Linked DNA regions of Sminthopsis crassicaudata: region 2 is linked to region 1. A link is a contact called in public Hi-C data. All regions are on one chromosome and are shown on one strand. Each heading gives the region's core, a stretch centred on a gene start, on an enhancer-like site or on the middle of the called end of the contact. The rest is flanking DNA. Distances are from core to core; before and after follow the strand shown. Region 1 holds the start of ZNF438 (zinc finger protein 438). Region 2 holds the start of ZEB1 (zinc finger E-box binding homeobox 1).

Region 1 (5,389 bases), core at 1,620-4,119:
GCCATTAGAGGAAATCTTTGTGGTGATGACTGGGATTTTCTTCTGTAGGCAGCTGTAATTGATACAACTTTGGGCCCAAGACCTTGGAGCTATCGACAGAATCTGCAAACATGAACCTTCCAACCTCATTCTGAAAGTCTTCTCATACCTCAAGAGCACTGAAGAACTGAACCACTTTTATGTCAACACAGTGACCTTATCATTGCAGGAAGATTTTGTGTAAAGATCTTTCACTTTTAGGACCCAGTGGTTTGGCCTTGTATGAAAAACCCTGTTCCCTCCTCTATTAGACCTGTTGTAAGACTGGCTCCTGATGGCACTGGTTGAGAATCTTTACTTGTCTTGGAGACTCACATTTTATAAAACATCCTATCTTTCCTTCTGGGTCCTTTCCATCTTGAGGAGCAATCTGCCATCCGAGCCCATTATAAGCAACGGTGGCCTTTGATGATACTATCAGAGCTAGAAGCTGGAACGATTTATTGTGGCTGAGACTTCCTACTCCTCCGGACTTGGGACTACATATTAGATGGAACATTCATGTCACCCTTTTTCAGTACTCTTCACTCCAGATAAAAACCAGGCAAAACAAAACAAAAATAAAAGCAAAAAACCCAGACCACTAGAGAAGCAAAATAGGACAGGGCTACTTTCTAGTGTTATAAAACTCCAAAGGATCTTCCTATTGAAGATTTGGTCTTCCATGGTAAGATGAACTCCACACAAAGAAGACTACGGCTTTGAATAAATGACCACCTATTCCTTTTTTTCCCCCCCCCCAAAATTCAGTAAAACCATTGAAGAGAAATTTAGCAGTTATTTGGTTATCACTTCTAGGAAAAGATATGGACATTTCTGTTTGAAAAACAGCATTGTGTCTCAAAAATTTTAAGTTATCCTTGTGTCCTTAAGATAACTTGAGAATATAACCACATTTCCAACTAAAAATGATGCTGATGAAGTTTCTTTAAATGTTTTTGAGTTTTAAAAATCCTATTCCTCACACACCAAGATCCAATCATTAACATCAATCTCTTTTGCAAGGAAAAAATCCTAAATTGCAACTGGGTTTGTTCTTTAGATTTGGATAGATTCTGAATATGTAAATAGAAAATCGGGGTTGCCATAATCAATTAGGAAGTTTGAAAACACCAATGAAGTCGGAAAAACTATACAGTAAGGAGCTTTGGAACTCCTAATAAAGGGTCTTTCCTGCCCGATCTTTCCCCATTTATTTTTATTTTGTGGGATAAAATAAGCATTTTGATAACATAACAACAAATAATTACATAGGAAACTGCCAATCTATGGACAACTTGCTATTCCTTTTATTTAAAAATTTTAATTCTATTTATTCCCTCCAACTACATATCAAATAATCCTTTTAAATATACAACAAAGCTATCTCATAATTTTTTTTCTCTTTTTTCCTTCCTTGCCCTATTTATTTTTTGATCATTTTATGCCAAATCCTAAAACCTTTGTTTTTATTTTACTTTCAAAAAATACCAGTCTTTTCTAGGGCCAGTGAGAAACGAAAGCAATTTTTACTTTTTCATGTAAGATTACAAAATAATGACGGAATCTCTCACCTGGTGATGTCATGGACTGAGGCCCCAAGGATTTTTTTTCTCTTTAAAAATTCTAGAATTTTCCCTTAATTTCCCCTTTCTGCTAACAAGTCCCGTCTTTCCCAAGCCTTACCCAGGACCTCATTGCTTCCCAGTGATATATCCCTCAGCAGAGCTGAGCAAAAAAAAAAGGGGGGGAAGGGGGGGCGTCCTTACGAATAACGTTTTCAAAAGGTTGAGAAGCAGAGGGACCCTGGTCCTTTGGAGTCGTGCTTCCCCACCGGGAGGTCCTTTGCTAAAATTTAAGGCTGCTCGGAAGGATGGGGTGGGGGAGGGGAAGGCAATCTGTGGCACCCCCTCGAACCGGAGTTTTCCCCTTTTTGTAGTCATTCACTTTGGGGACCTGGTAAAGTCTATGGACTTACGAGTCGTGCTTTTAAATGCATAAAGTAAAAACTACGGAGGAAAGCAAGAGTCCCGTTAGGTTGACATCTAATTATTAAAATATTTTTTAAAAGTTCATGGTCAAGGTTAAGAAGCCCGGCAGTGGAGGAAGGAGGAGGAAGAGGCGGGTGGGGCAGGGTCAGCTCCGGAGCGGGAGGAGGCCGCGTGACCAGGAGGCCAGGCCGGGGCAGAGCGGGCTAGTCTGGGCGGGGCTGGAACTCAGGGAGGGTGGGCGGGGTCGAGCCAGGCGCGACCACGAAGCACGCAGAGACGGGATGGGCGTGGCCTAGAGGGGGCCGGGAGGAGCCGCGTACGTCATGGCACGTGGAGAACTTTTACGAGCACGTGAGCCGAGGAGCAAAAGTCCCTGGCTACGCGCTTGAGCCACCGACCTAAGCTCCGTCTGCGTGGCCCCGAGCGGCTCGCCTTCGTGGCTCTCCGCTGCAGTTCCTCCTTGTGCCAGCAGCTCCACACACATACACACACTCCACCTCAGGGTCAGTCCTAGGGCCCCACCAAGTTCGCTTTCCACACCCCTCTGATTCGGCCTCTTTCCTCCGCCCAACACGGAAAACGGAAAACGCCAGCTGGGGCGTGTGTGTGTGGGGGGGGAAAGCAGGGCGCCACGAACACATTGCGTCTGCGCACCAAAGTTCTCTGATAGGCGGGGCGAGTCTATCAGTTTTACCCTACTCTGGGCGGGGATGGGGGGGGGGGAGAGGAAAAGTGTGTGTGTGCGTGCGTGCGCGCGCATGTGTGGTATGTGCGTCTGTATGCACGCGCGCGACCGCGCAGAGAGGAGGAAGATAAGGGGGCGGTGTCGGGTCGCCCGCTCCGCCCCCCGCGGTCTGACGTCCTAGAACGCGAGGCCTGCGTGACGTCACCCCGCTGGGCTGCGCACGCAGTAGGAAGGCTGTAAGTTTCCCTGTGCCCCGGCAGCTATGTCTGCAGGGGCGCGCGCCGAGGGTGGTTGTCTCGGTGGTTGTCTCAGTTGTCCCGGGGGGCACCGGGGAGGCGGGGCGGGGGAGCGACTCCTGGGGTCGCAGTCGGAGGTGGGACCGGGGTGTCGCGCGGGGTCACCGGGCCGGTGCCCCCGATGACTCCCAACTGCGCGGCGTCCGGGAGCTGCTAACTTTCAAGTTCCCGCTGTTCTCCCATTGAAAGCCGGGTTCCTGCCCTCGGCCCCCGGGGTCACCGGCCCCGGGGAGCGGAGGACTGACGTTCTCTCGTAGGCGCGCAGCCAGAGCGCTGCGGGAGCTGGTGCCTCAGTGTCCGTTCATGTAAAATGGGCCAGCAGTCACTACTCTTTCAGTCCCCTTCGCCTACGGAGGCGCAGGAAGGACGTGTATAGAGAACTGAAAACTGTGGAGGCAGGAAGGGTCAAGTTCAGAGCTGGGAACTCAGAAAGGAGGGACAGATGATGAGGCTTCCGTGCAAGGACCACCTGCCCTCCCCTCTTCCCGCCCTCCCCCAACATCCACCTAACTTAGATGTAGGAGATGGAGCTGAGCTGCTTCCTTTTCCAGTGGAGGAATCTGGCTCCCGGGGATTAGTTAGCGTGAGCCGCGCTCGGTGTTCCCGGCCATCTGCCACACCTGTGGAAGTCCGGGCGCTTTGAGGTTGCCATTGAACCCAGTAGAAGAAGAAGGAAGACGTGATTGGTATCCACAGATGTCCCCGGCTGTGGTGAAGTCAACAAAACGACTCTGACACCGACACAATCTTGCGCGTGGAAAAAGCCTCCACATGTCTCCCGAAATAGAACCGAGCTTGTCCGATACGGAGAAGCGCGGGGGAAGTCAGCTGGCTTCTGGTTAGCAGCGCTCTATTCGAATCCCTGGCTCTCTGGTCACCTTTAACAAAGGTTAAATACGTCACTAATGGGTGACATAGATCTTGTCAAACTGTCCGTGTTAAAGAATTAACGTCCGGTGTCTAATTTGCTTTTACTTTATGCGTCAGTGGCGGAAGCTCCTGAGATAGGACAGGGGCTGCTACAAAGAACTCCCCCCTCACTTCCTCTGCGTGAAAATTTCATTAAAAGGGAGACAAATGAAAAACCAAGCAAGTTGTAGACGGGATAAATACAAACTGAGGGAAGGCACTAGAAGTAGGAGAGATTGGGGAAGGGTTCCTGCAGAAGGGAGGCTTTTAGTTTGGACCAGCGCCATGATGAGGCAAATACTACCATGGTCATACAACGTTATGAAAGGAGGCTCCCTCCGTTCTGGGCATTCCCACAAAGTAAAAAAGTGGAGCTGTAATCATTCCCACAGGTTATGTCTGTTTCAGTGCCGGGGTGAAGCCGAGAAGTAGCTTGCTACTCAGCTGTTTTTTTTTTTTTTTTTTAAACACCTGAACATGGACATGAAGCCATTAGCACACGCTAACACTTATACTTTTCCAAACACAGCTGCAATTTGCCAGCAAAAAGCCCTGTGACTCCTTGTTTTATTTGTATAAACTCGGAATAGATGGGTCAGTATTCCCCTCATTTTACAAAACTAAGTGAGAACCCGAGTGACATTATGTCCCAGGCTGTACGTAATGGAGTCTGGGAATTCTAGTTAATAGTCCAGTCCATTTTTCTGCTCCACATAGGATGCTCCTGTGGAGTGAATTTGTATCTCTTTAAACATTTATCATTCACCTGTTTATTGGCTCTGCATTATGGCCTGGGGATGCCACTTTAAAAAAGGAGCTTATGATCCAATGGAGGAAGACTGAAAAGCAGGGCTGGCTAGGCCAGGTTCTGGAAAAGTAACCGGTGGCTGGAAACTTCCGAGTCCTTTCTGGAGGGCAGCTTCAGGCCGAAACATACATAGTGGGCACTTTGGTGGGTGCTTGTCCTTGTGCTGCCCTCAAGGTGGGAGAGGCCGCGAATCTCGGGGCATGTTTTAGGAGCTTGACCTCCTAGCCCTCTTGGTATTACGTTGATATGTAACAGAACTGCTTCTTTTATTATCTTTTGTCAGTCAGCTTGACTTTTTGGATAAGAGCGTGCTTGTATGTGTTCTGAGGGCATATCCATTTGTACGTTTATTTGTTTTATTAGATTTTGTGTCCCTCTCCATGTTTGTCCTCGGTGTGTGTTCAGGAAAAGTGAGGAACAGGCTGATTTTCTGTCCTTAACTGCCCTCAGTGTCTGTCTCAAGCAGATGTGCAGCTGGGCCTGAGGCGGTACTCTGAAGAGAACTTTCTTCCTGACTGTTTTTTCCCTTGTTGCCTTGGTCGATTTTGAGTATGGGCTTGACATTGCTGGGCTGAAGCCCAGGTAGGGGGTGGGAAGAGAAGATGCAGGCCCTGGACTGAAGTGAGCCTTAGTCCTTCTTTGAACAGCAAGAAAGCCCAAGAGAATAAAAACTAAGGCAGGC
Region 2 (5,389 bases), core at 1,738-4,237, 270 kb before region 1:
TACCTCCATTACAGATGACTAACAAACATAAAAGTCAGTGCTCACTGGGTAAGGTTTCTTCCATGGGCAAACACAAGTCAACCGGCTGACAAGATGTCAACTTGACAGTACTTGCCACCTCACTGTACCTCACCCCCACTCAGAAGACATATTCCAGAACGGAAATTAAAATGTTTTATTTACATAAGCAACACAATCTGGTATGAACAAAAATTATTTCCATACAAATGAAATTAAGTACCTCTATGCACACCTCCCACTGTAATCAACGCTTATTTGTTAACCATAAGCCTCTGAGGGTTAACATTTTTTACTGGCAGTTCTCCTCAGAAAATATCTGCAACTTAAACATGACTGCGTTGCTAAGAAATATTAACCAGAGCCCATCCTGAGATTTCACTGCAATGGCATGACAAGCTCATTTTTAATTCGCAAAATATATAGCTATTTACAGCCCAGAACACGGCTATGCTAGTTATCTGAGAACGAGAAGCATTTCAGAACAACGACAGAGGCAGATGCAACGCCAGGATCCCGAAGTGACGAAAATGGAAGGTACCTGTACCAGTACTATCTCAGACACCTTTTGTTTTCTGGGTGATGCATGCCGCAGACACACCGTTTTGCGCTAATCAGCCTCAAATCTGTTTGTCTAATATTAAACACAAAGGAAAAACACTGACAGGCATCGCGGTAAATAAAGGCGTCCCCGGAGGACAAGGCGGCAGACAGGAGGGGGCTGACATGCCGGCGGCAGCAGAAAACTCAACCCCATCTTTGTGTCTGTCTACCTGCACAAGTTGCCATTTGCCGCGGCGATCGGGAGCCGGCCTCTCTCCGCGGGGATCTCCCGGACCTTTCCGGAACGCCTTTTCCCCTTAGGTCATCTGTTGATATGGCTCGGCCGGAGAAAAGCCTAGGACGGGCTGCGGAGGAGAAGATCCATTCTCTCTCCCGGGCAGGTAAACATGTTTACAGCAGCTGCACAGACACTGGTGGCTCAGACTCACATGTCACACACATGTCGTCAGCAACAAGAAAAGCCCCTTCCTCGGACGCCCAACCCCGTAATCCGGAGAGACGGCGCCGCGCTTTCCGAACTTACCTTTCCCGCAGCCCCCACGCCCGGGCGCTGCCTACCGGGCCAGGGGAGCCGGCCGCGGCTGAGCGGCGCGCCCTCCCGCCCCCGCCGCCCCCGGGCCCGCGGCGGCCCCACGCAACTTTCCACCGCAACTTCGCGCGTTCTTTCCGCGGGGGTGCCGACTGACGCGATCCGGGGGTCCCCGAAATCCAAGGCCCGGAGCCACAGGGCTGGTCCGGGTCTACTGTGGAGCCCGCTGGGGCCGGAGGGAGCGACTCTAGGCAGGAAGCCCCCCGTACACAACAGCTCAGATTGCTGGAAAGGTTAGCGAGCCCACGGGCGGGGAGACAGAGCTCCAGCACAGCCCCTCGTTTTTCCACAGGATGGAGCCGCTGTCACTGGCACGGGATGCCCATCGCCCCCTCCTCAAACTCATTCCAAACAGAGCCCCCGTCGCCCTAACGCGGCCCGAGCCCCAGATCCGAGGCGTCCGCGTCTCTCTTTACACGGTCTCGGCGGCTCGCCACACCGCCCCCACCCAGGACTGTCCACGCAGGTAGAGAGGCAGCCGCGGGGCCGGGCGCGCCAGGAGAGCCCGCCCGGCCAGGGGAGTTTCAGGCCGGCCAGAAAGGACTCGAGCGGAGACGCAAGAAACTTACGTGGGCTCGCGGCCCGAGCCGAGCAGCCGCCCGGGGGCAGCCGGGGGGAGGGTGGGGGTGGGGGGCTCGCCCGCCAATCAGCCCGGATCAATAGGCACCACTGCAGCTGCGGCCGGGCCGCCTGTCCGTCAGTCCGTCCGTCCCCCCTTCCCCTCCCACTCCAGCCGCAGACAGCTTCACGCTGGGCTCAGCGCGTCTCCCCCAGGTAACAACTTCCCCAACAACACACACGCGCCCCGACCCCTCTCCCCCACGTGCCCCCCGGCGCTCCGGGCCCAGCTCCCCGGGCAGCGGGGCTCCCGAGCCAGGTAACTTGCCCGACGGCCGCGGGCACCACCCAGAGCGGGCGGACAGCAGCCTCCCCCACGCATCCGCTCTCTCCACTCGGGAGAGACAACTTCGAGCTTCCCCTCGCCCGTGCCCTGGAAGCTGGGGGGGGCAGGAGCTCCCCGCCCCTCCTGGCGCACCCAAAACAGTTCTCAACGCCCCCTCCCTTCCCCGGGCAGTGCAGGCAGCATGCCCCCCCCCGGCCGCACGGGGGCAGGGGGCGGGGGGCCCGCTTTAGCCTCTGGGGACGCGGGGAACAAGTTTGTTCCTCGGGCTCCTGGGGGCCTCCGGGGTGCTGGAGAATGACACTGAACGGGGAGCGGGAGGAGGAGAGGGGGAGAAGCGGCGAGAGAGAGCCGGAGAGGGGAAAAGTGCGAAAAGCCTCGGCGGCGGCTCCGCCCGCAGCCGAGAAGTGGCCCCACCGCCCCAGGGGCCGGGATGCAGCCGCCGCCGCGGCGGCTAACGGTCCAGGGAGGCAGGCGCGGCGGGAGCCGCTAGGCGGAGAGACGCCAGGTAAGGGCAGCCCAGCTAACGGTTCAGGCAGAGGCAGCGCGGCCGCCGGGCTGGGGCACAGGCTCGGCTCGGCTCCGCTCGGCTCGGCTCCGCTCCGGCTCCGGCTCCGGCTCCAGCCGAGCCGGGAGGAGGCGGCGGGGGGCTCCCAGCACTACTTTCTACTTTCCCACTCGACTTTCCCCGTTTGTCGCCCCGCAGCCCCCCAGCCCGGTCCGGCTCTCCCTCCTCAGCCCCGGGCGCGCCCCGGCGGCCGGGCTCGCCCTGGGCCCCGCCGCTCCCCGGGCCCGTCCGCGGACTCACCGTTATTGCGCCGCGGGTTCGCCTGCTTTCTGCGCTTACACCTGGGGCCATCCGCCATGATCCTCTCGCTTGTGTCTAAATGCTCGAGTCACCTCCTCCCCCTCCCTCCCTCCCTCCCCCTTCCCCCCCTCACCCCTCCGCCTCCACCCCTCCCTCCCTCCCTCCCTCCGCTCCCCCCTCCCCGGGCTCCCCACCGCACCTGGTTTACGACACTCGCGGCTTTACGACATCACCTTCCTTACACCTAGAGGCGCTCGCTCTACGACCGGAACCTTGTTGCTAGGGCGAGGGCGGTTTGCGGCAACGGTGGGCGCTGGCGAGCTTTGCAACTGAGGGGCCGAGGGAAAAGTTTCCCCTCAGGTACCCAGTGGGTGGCGGGGAAGCGGGAGACTGCCGGGACCTGGGCTGGGCAAGGTAAAGAGCGAGTCCAACGAAGCAACGCGTTCATGTCCCTGGTGCCCCCTCCCTGCCCCGGGACGCCCCCGCTGCGCCCTCTCCCGGAGCCTCAGCCACCCCTCCCGTCCGTGACGCGCAGTTGGGGATTGTCGCACAGACTCGTCCTGAGGTCTCTGACAGCAGTCGTGCCCCCTCCCAGCCTCCGAGGCCCCGGGGTACTGGGACGGGGAGGGGGGAGGGAGCGAGGAGCCCCGCGTAAGCGCCTCGAGAGAGGTGGGGCTCCGGCCGGGATCTCACCTGTGATGGCCTCGGCCTTCCGGCCCTTCCCCCACCCTCAGGGCAGACATAACGGATTGTGAGCGTCTGGGCGGTGGAGTTACGGATTGACCGGGCGTGATTTATTTGGGGGGAGGGGGGACCCGGTGCAATAAAGAGCACCCGCTGCCCCTTGGCCCTGGCCACCACCCGGATCCAACCTTAACGGAACTGAGGGCTCGGCTTCCCACCCCGAGTCAGCGAGAAACCACAAAATCGAAGGGTCCACAGTCGAGCCGGTTATATGGGTTTCTAACATACCGGTTGTAAATGGAAATTATAAACTTTTGGAATCTTTTAAGTTCCCAATAGCTAAGCTTAGAAATATTTTAAATAGACACTAATTGCAAATGGAAATTAAGGTTAAATTCCCAATAGAGGGGCCTGGATGTATTTTAAATACATTAGTTTTAAACGAAATATTTGATTATCAACTTTTAAGTTCCCAATAAACGAACCTATTAGATGTGTCTCGAGTACAGTAGTTGCACACGGAGAGGGTTTTAAATGCCCATTGGATGAAGTTAGATATGTCTGAAATACACTAATTGTAATTGGACAGGGTGACAAATGTCAATCACTGAGAAGTTTCTTCCTTCATAAGACGGAGAAAGTAGCTACGTACTGTCATACATTTCTATTAACATGCAGTGCACTCAGTATTGCCTTCCTAATGCATCCTACTTAATGTTGGAAAATTCTGGAATGGACTCTGACAGTCTTCCTTGAAATCAGGATGTGTGAAGTCTACTAACTTTAAATGTTTAAAAGTATGAAGAATGAAACAGAATAATTTTTATTTTTAGAACGTTTACTTCTGTAGGTAAGTGACAGTTCCATTTCTTGTATCTATTTAGGTATGGACCTTTTAGAGAGGTGTATGTGCTACTTATTGATATTCAAGATATGCTTGAAAATGAATGAGATTGGTATCACAGATCTGCAAAGAATCAAGATGCTTACCTTCCGTAATTAGCACTTCCATATATCACTTCTCAGGGCCTTCCAGTGGCTCTAGTCACCTAGATTTTAAGTTTGGTAGATTAACTGATTATCTCTTTAACTAACTGCACTTCTCTAATTTTGTTTCCTTTTGCTTCACATATATGCTTCAATTAGACAAATGTATTTCTCCAGGATACTTTATATGTGCCATTTCTTTTCTGACCTGTCTTTCCGAAGTTTTTCTGCACTTTATTCTTGAATCTACTACATAAAGTTATTCTCATTGGATTCTAATCACACACTCCATCCCTTATCGTTTTCACTTTTCAAATATATGTTTAAATACCATGAAACTGTATGTTCCACTTAAATGCATATATAGGGACATTTATGTACTATATTTTCAGGTTTGCAGAGCATTTTTCTTAAACAACCCTTTGATGTATGTAGCACCTATCCCCATCTTATAAATGAAGAAATTGATCCCCAGAGGAGAGAAATGATTAGGCCGAAGTCATAATCCAGTTTCGGAATCAAGACATGAATCCAAATCTTCTGATTAAGGGATTTGTTCTTTCTCTTTTCATGGTTTTTCTATAGTGCTGCTAGAAGTACCAGGATTTAGTAACTCCAGGAATTGGCTCCTCTTCTCCTCAACTTACATACTTAATCACTCCATCTAGAGTTTCAGGTTAGGGTGGGAAATGTTAATGATTTGTGAATTTGAAAAAAAAAAAAAAGCAAAATTAAGTATTCTTTATCTTGTCTGTAAAATCAAGATCTTTTACAGACAGCATCTATGTTCAGAGACATATATAAATGCATATTAACAAAGATATGTACAATGCACAAA

Evidence for each region. A called contact is a pair of places that touch in the nucleus more often than the background predicts.
Region 2: a Hi-C map of fibroblasts shows a contact between it and region 1, with 3 times the contacts expected there. The contact joins the promoter of ZEB1 here to the promoter of ZNF438 in region 1. A contact is called at or near these places in 2 of 2 Hi-C or Micro-C datasets (fibroblasts and hippocampus).

What each region holds. Positions count from the first base shown.
Region 1 is chr5:66,733,507-66,738,895 of ASM4859323v1, reverse strand. It overlaps ZNF438 (zinc finger protein 438), which reads left to right and starts at 2,869. Exons shown (of 6, transcript XM_074267051.1): 1 at 2,869-2,930.
Region 2 is chr5:67,007,310-67,012,698 of ASM4859323v1, reverse strand. It overlaps ZEB1 (zinc finger E-box binding homeobox 1), which reads right to left and starts at 2,987. Exons shown (of 9, transcript XM_074267052.1): 1 at 2,881-2,987. The coding sequence starts at 2,938. It overlaps LOC141542562 (a long non-coding RNA gene), which reads left to right and starts at 3,132. Exons shown (of 4, transcript XR_012482204.1): 1 at 3,132-3,294.